Linked DNA regions of Gasterosteus aculeatus: region 1 is linked to region 2. The links are chromatin contacts, called in public Hi-C maps. All regions are on one chromosome and are shown on one strand. Each heading gives the region's core, a stretch centred on a gene start, on an enhancer-like site or on the middle of the called end of the contact. The rest is flanking DNA. Distances are from core to core; before and after follow the strand shown. Region 1 has its middle 8.7 kb from the start of LOC120834002. Region 2 holds the start of LOC120834342 (ADP-ribosylation factor-like protein 4C).

Region 1 (3,630 bases), core at 769-3,268, 40 kb before region 2:
TTAGAGGGCAGTGGGAATAAACCAGTGTTTCGAGTGGTGGAATACTGTCACGGCTGCACTGCAAAGACACGCCACCAGAGGACAACAGATATCCGCTCCCTGCTGCCAACACACACGACAGATTCCTTTCTCAAGTCTAGCTTTTCTGTTCTGTCTTTCTTTATAAAAGCCATTTTCCGTCCTTCCATAAACATACTGTAAACCTAAACTTGCAAATCACATTAAGGAATGTGAACATACCTTTAGAGAGTTACAAAAAAGTAAAAACTGTATTTATCTGCTTTTACTTTATGTATTAAGTGGCTCCTCGGCTGCAGCTGTTTATCTGCTGATTAGTGAAACACTCCAGTGGGAGTCCATCAGCTCCTGATTAACAGCAGCAGAAACACAAAAAACACTCAACCCTCTCCCTTCTTTTCAGTCTCGACCTGTGAGCCGGCTGTTACTAAAAAGGGTTACAGTTCAGTATTAGCTAGATGTACCAACACGGTAATCAAGGAGCAGTATTAGTAGTGAGAAACCTAGACCATGCCGAGGTGATGACATCACAATAATTACATCCCCATACGATGTGATGTCACCAGCTTGAACGTGGAGACTACAAATCTTAAACCTTTAATACTGCTAATAAACATACATTTTCACATTAAGAGAAAGTGAGAATTATCAGCTGTCTGCACTTCAGCTCGCTGTTTGGTTTAACGGTCAGTAGCTTTAATGTTTTCTACCCTCACTGCTCTCATTAGCAGCATTTTCAGACCCAGCAGTCAGCTGTTTTTAATAAAAAAAGCTATAAAATCTGCACTCAGCAGCCGACGAACACGTTGAGAGACGTGTACATATAAGAGCCTTTTACAGCCACACATTCACATAAACATCAACAAACACATGGATGTGGATTTCTTAGTTTTTTTCGTGACATTTTTTGACACAACAAATTTTGATTTTCTTTTTAAAAACATTTTTCCAGATATTTTTTTACCTAATATTTTTCTACTTTTTTTTCCAAAACATATTTTTACTTTGAACACATTTTTCAACCCAACGTTTTGTGCCTTGACTCATAATTATGACATTATCTTTGATTGACAGTGTTTGACAGCAGAGACAGCCTTTGTCAGCAGCTGGACGGGGCGTTGCTTTCGCCAACATCATCTGACATATTGATTGATCTCACTGATCTCTCTGAGGAAGTATTGCAACAGCAAAAATATATTAAACAGCTCGAAAGAAAAACAGAATATACACTCAGTTGTCAGTTTCTAACTCTTTCTATAACTAAGTGATTTTCTTTCATAAATCAAATTGACTCTAAAGAATAAAGCGTATATAAGTGGAAGGCGATGGTCTATAGACCAGAAACCCCTGTTAGACTTCAAATGACTCTTCCTTTGCCACCAATATGGGCAATAGACAAAGGTCACGGAGAGTGCCTGACTTATAAGGTTTCCATCAAAGACAAATGCTCAAGAGTCCCACTCAACCAGCAGGCTGCATATCGACTGAGGAAACGCCTGAACGGTCATCTTTAGAACAAAAAACAGGCGTTTGATGCAGCCCGTTCAGCTCCAGTGAGCAAACGTCGCCTCCCTCTCCATTCAATGGTTACGCAGAGGAGCAAAGTCAGAAACGGGCCTTTTGTCAGCCCCGGGAATCCCTTTATTTAAAGGAAAGCCGTGACGCAGCCGGAGCACGAAGGCAGCGAGCGTGAACTTAGAAAGATAGTGAAAGATAGCTGCAGCACTGTTTGGTTTTCCCCTCATGGAACGTCAGTAACAATGCATTTTTTATCGCTCAGATAACATTTGCTTTAATGCTTTGATTCCTTATATCTTTGAGGAAACTTTCCTCTGGCCTTCTCAGTGAAACGTCTCTGCAGCTATTGGTTGGATTGCAATGAAATTAGTTGCAGGCATCCATATTCCCCAACCTGAAATGAGGGAGGCGTCTGATCTGGCGCTGCGGGAAACCACAAACACCTGCCGGCGCCAACACGTTAAGGAAAGGAGCTTTAATGAAAAATGGGCAGGCCGCCCGGCGCTCTGCTGTGCTTCCGTTCAGATGCCAGTGAAGCGCCCGTCTCACTGTTGACACTCGCTGGGTCGGGCCCTTTGTTTGGGTCGACGGCGCGCCAAACCGAGAGGGAGGACGGGATCTCGGCCACACTGGGAGATCGCGATAATTGGATTGTGAGTACGGTCACTTAGTTTGAGAGCGTTGATTAACTGTGCTTGTTCCATAACCCGAACCCCAGCGCCGTTGGGGATGAAGAAGAGGTGCCGCTGCATAGAAATGATCCTGGTGACCATTGCAGAGGAACAACTGTCTTTTGTTCAAATCTCAGGGAAAATCTGTCCTCTATCTGTGGCAGGAAGGATGCGTTAGCACGTTGAGCTGGACCCATGAATTTACTTTTTAACTTTTGTGCAGATAAAATATATACTCATTTGTTGTCAGCTTTAGCGGTGCTGAATTTTAACCGACCAAGACCAGACAACTGTAAAATATTGGAGGTTTCAATCTTCTCATTTCATGTAACTGATCAAACTATTCTTTCATGTGTATTTACAGCAGCTCCCTCGGCCTACATAGCTGCAGAGCTTGACAAATGCATGTGAGCTGTATTGTGCGTGCGTGCTAATGATTGCATGTGTTTGGAGGAGGGAACAGAAGGACTCGTCTCTTTCGGCAGAGACAACACCTGAACTCCCTCTGAGACTCTCTGGCTTCCTTCAGCTTCACCTGTGAGCTGAATTTGAATGCCTGAGCTCCCAGACGAGGGTGGCGCTCACCTCGCCTCACGGGCAGAGAATGAAGCGCCGCTCGGGGACCAGCGGCCTGTAATGAGGATGTGACGCACGAGCAAACGCGTGGATTCACTTCATTTCAAAGCAGATCAGGATTTTAGCTTTTCTGATGGGGGGACGTCTTCCTGACGGAGGTCTCTGTGATAATAAAATGCTTCTAACTCCGCCGTTTTACACTTCAAGAATACACTTGATTTGCTCACCAATCGTCCATCAAACGTGTATTATCTCCCTGTTGCGTGCTGGAGTCCCACATGAGATGCAGAGAAGCGGAGCCATAAGCAAAACTGATTGAATTTGTAATTTAGTTGCCATCGCTTGTAGATTCGATAAGCCTGTGCAGTTAAGTTAGATTGCATGAATGTAATGAGCTCATCTCCCCAGAGCGTGTGCTCCATCCTTCACTAAGATGATCTGTTGTTTCCTCTCTTTCGTCTGGGGAGGAAATCATGAAACAGACGCGTTGTTCTGAAACTAAAGTGAGACGTGCAGCCTCTCAGTCCACTGCTTTCACACCTGCCCACTGTGACTGATTTTATTTTTGTTTTAAGAGCAGATCGTTTTACACTTTCCTCATTCTTGTACAGAAGCTGTAATTTCTTACTGACCTTTGGATTGCAAGAAGGGAAAAGAGCAGCGCATTGAGGCGAAAGAAAAACAGTGGGCATAAAGGTTGACATTTCCTTAAAATTAGATTATTTTGGTAAAACCACCAGTTTATAATTTTAATACTTGATTTTATATTATTCAGCTCAGTATCATGGCAGGTCATGAAATATGTTTTATATGCAATATATTGGTTTCACGTACATGGACAAATTGT
Region 2 (3,451 bases), core at 866-3,365:
GTGGAGCTGCAGATGAGGAACGAGCAGATGAACATGCCCACACAGATGCAAACCACCTCCATCAACAGATTGGAAATCCCCCCGTGAAGGTGCTTCTGGGAAACCGGCCCGATAATGTGAATAAATCATGATTTTGAATATCTGCTTACACACATGCAGGTCAGCGCATCCTGACGATAGAAACAACCTCTTTTAATAAATCTCATTGAGTGGCACCAATTGAACCTCTTGTATACTATAGCATGCTCATGCCAAAATAAGCATGATGATGTTTGATAATGAACCATATACAATTATTTTCTGATATTAACCATCTGTTGTGTATTCTGATATGTGCAGCAGTTATTACTATGATTTTAGGATAATATACCAATTAATATGCATTGTTGGATGATTTAACACATTTTTTAAGTTAGTCTTTTCAAATGTTTTTACAAGCCAGAACTCCCCTTTTCTGTCTGAATGCTTCCCATTCGGTCCCTTTGTGAGCTTTGCTGCCATTCCAACAAAAGATAAAAACTTAATGAGCAATCCAAAATAAAACTACCAGAAAACAAAAGACCGGTGTTTCCCAAATCGGTATTATGGTCATGATGTAGTTCCTCCTCGTGGTAGTACAGACATCAGACCCAAATGTAGCCTCAGCGCATAGGTGGGCATTTGCTGCATGGCCCGTGAGACACAGAACAGGTGAGGGTTAACTTGCCTTTACCTCGTGTGTGTGTGTGTGTGTGTGTGTGTGTGTGTGTGTGTGTGTGTGTGGCTCCTTGGTGCTCTTCTAAAGGTCTCAATATTCAACAATAGCAACATAATGAACGGGGGATCTTGAATGATACTTCAGTTTATTTATGTTCATCCTGCGGCACAGCTCGGGTAATGACATCCCTGGAAGGGAATCGGGCATCGGGGAAGAGGAGGGCTCTCACGTCCACCGTAAATAGATGTGTGTGTGTGTGTGTGTGTGTGTGTGTGTGTGTGTGTGTGTGTGTGTGTGTGTGCATGTGTAAGTGTGTGAGAGATGTATATGTTGTGTGTGTGTGCATTTATTTACAGAGAAGATTAGGTTTGTGGAGAGTTCCAGGGATCCTCACTCGAATGATGACGAAGGAGTAATGGGAGAGACTGGAGACGTGTGTGCACATGTACGTTGACTGTTTGTAACAGGCTACTTCCTGGAACTGTGTGTGTGTGTGTGTGTGTGTGTTATGAACATGCTGAGACCTCTCTTATTTATTTAGATTGAGAAATGTGTGACTGTGGACTGTGAGAAATGAACACATGGTGCCACTTGGTGGATGAAAGTAGTACTGCACATACGGAGATCACATGCAATGAAATAATCCTTCATTGGTCCCACGGTTACATACAACTAGAGACCAGTAGAAAAACAGAAAACAACAAGTACAAAAACCAGGCATTGAAATGACAGGACTATGAATACAATACATATTTGGATTGAGTGGTTGGATACACGTTGTTGCACATATGACGTATGAAATGTATTGATGACATGTATTTCCAATTCTTTGATTTAGTCATCGATCGTTGTCCCTGATTCTGAATTATTTCTATTAATGTTTAGTGGGAAGAGCTTTTATTTTGGAGATTATGTTAACCATCGTTTGGCAAAATTACCATTTCAGAAGAGTTTATATAGTTTGGAATTAACTGTTGTTTTTTTCAACATCTGTAAAATATTTATCATTTAATTTATTGGTTGTGTTTTTTGACCGACGGCCCAAGTTTCAGAAGAAGTCCTTCACGTCAATCCTGTGCATCCTTCATCCTTCCATGTTGTTGCATCTTTTAACCGGAAGAGGGCGATGTTGCTCTGGATTCATCCCTTACGGTCATAGGAAACACATTTTAAAACGATTCCCTATATTTAGGACGGAGAAATAAAAGCATAACTATTTTGCATTTTATTGGATTCATAACTTAACTTTATTTCATTTGTAGGCAAAATAAAACCAGACATTTAGACCAGACGAAGTGTGGTCTAAATGTCCAGACGATTTAGAAAACGATCGATTTGAATCCGCTTAAAACTCTAAAAAAAACTCTATTTATGACGCAGTTTGCGTAAATTGCGTTGAAGACCAATGCATCACAACCATGTGCAGTTGTGAAGCCGGAGGCTGCAGGAGGAGCGCGTGTCCGCGGTGTTGGGGCGTCCGCAGGATCCGGATCTCATTGGCACAGGTCCCGGGCGGGGTGGAGCGTAGCGGGGCCGCCTCTTGTTTTGCGGTCTTGTTTTGTCAGCCTCGCACCACTGCAGCTGCAGCAGGTCCTCCGGAGAGCAGCGCCCGACACGACCCGGCCAACGAATCGGTTTGGACCCCCACCCCCACCCCCCCGTTATTCAACCTCAGGAGCCGGGCGCAGCCAACGAGCCCGAGAGGTGAATCCATCCGCGGAGGGTGTGTGTTTGGTCCTGCGGAGGACTGAATCAGAGGACGCAGGGGGGGGGAGAGGCTGCTGCTGGAGGCAGGGGAAAGGGTTCGCGATCGTCGGTGTCCTTCCCGGCGCCGACGCCGCCCTCGCTGTCCCGGAGGAGCCCGTTTGACCCGCGCAGCGTCTCCGCGGCACCGAATGGATGCGAGTGCGCGAGGAGAATACTAATGAGCGGCGCGCTGCGTCCTGCCGAGGCGCACCGCGTCCCCCGCCGCCGCCGCTGAGGGCCACAGCGGTCATCCGGAGCGCACCGGGCCCCGCGCACCACCCTGGTTACTCCCCCGCCCCCCTTCCCTCCCACGGGAATCAATGACCGCAGCCGTTTTATCTCCTGGATAAATAATAGAACAAAAAACCTCCTGCAGCTGCGCAAAGAAAACACAAACGCCGAAATGGGCAACAGCTTCTCCAACATCTCAGCCTTCCAGTCTCTGCACATCGTCATGCTGGGCTTGGACTCAGCGGGGAAGACCACGGTCCTCTACAGACTCAAATTCAACGAGTTCGTCAACACGGTCCCCACCATCGGGTTCAACACCGAGAAGATCAAGCTGAGCAACGGCACCGCGAAGGGCATCAGCTGCCATTTCTGGGACGTGGGGGGCCAAGAGAAGCTGAGGCCCCTGTGGAAGTCCTACAGCCGGTGCACCGACGGGATCATCTACGTGGTGGACTCCGTGGACGTGGACCGGCTGGAGGAGGCCAAGACGGAACTGCACAAAGTCACCAAGTTCGCGGAGAACCAGGGCACGCCGCTGCTGGTCATCGCCAACAAGCAGGACCTGCCCAAATCCCTCCCGGTGGCGGACATCGAGAAGCAGCTGGCTCTGCACGAGCTCGGCCCCTCCACCGCCTATCACATCCAACCCGCGTGCGCCATAATAGGCGAGGGGCTTCACGAGGGAATGGACAAGCTGTATGAGATGATACTGAAGAGGAGGAAATCCCTGAAGCAGAAGAAGAAGCGGTAACAGCTGCGGTTTCTGGGAGGAGGCGA

Evidence for each region. Hi-C and Micro-C count contacts between places; a contact is called where the count stands out from the background.
Region 1: a contact with region 2 is called in a Hi-C map of tail fin, with 5 times the contacts expected there. The contact joins the enhancer-like site here to the promoter of LOC120834342 in region 2. A contact is called at or near these places in 3 of 6 Hi-C or Micro-C datasets (skeletal muscle, tail fin and whole body).

Annotation. Positions count from the first base shown.
Region 1 is chr16:16,669,664-16,673,293 of fGasAcu3.hap1.1, reverse strand. No RefSeq gene overlaps it. Among protein-coding and RNA genes, the nearest start is that of LOC120834002, 8.7 kb to the right of the region's middle. Within about 2 kb of position 2,018, at least 1 of the 9 cell types and tissues checked has open chromatin away from gene starts, as enhancers often do.
Region 2 is chr16:16,629,992-16,633,442 of fGasAcu3.hap1.1, reverse strand. LOC120834342 (ADP-ribosylation factor-like protein 4C) reads left to right here and starts at 2,115. Exons shown (of 1, transcript XM_040202285.2): 1 at 2,115-3,451. The coding sequence starts at 2,847. The coding sequence ends at 3,425.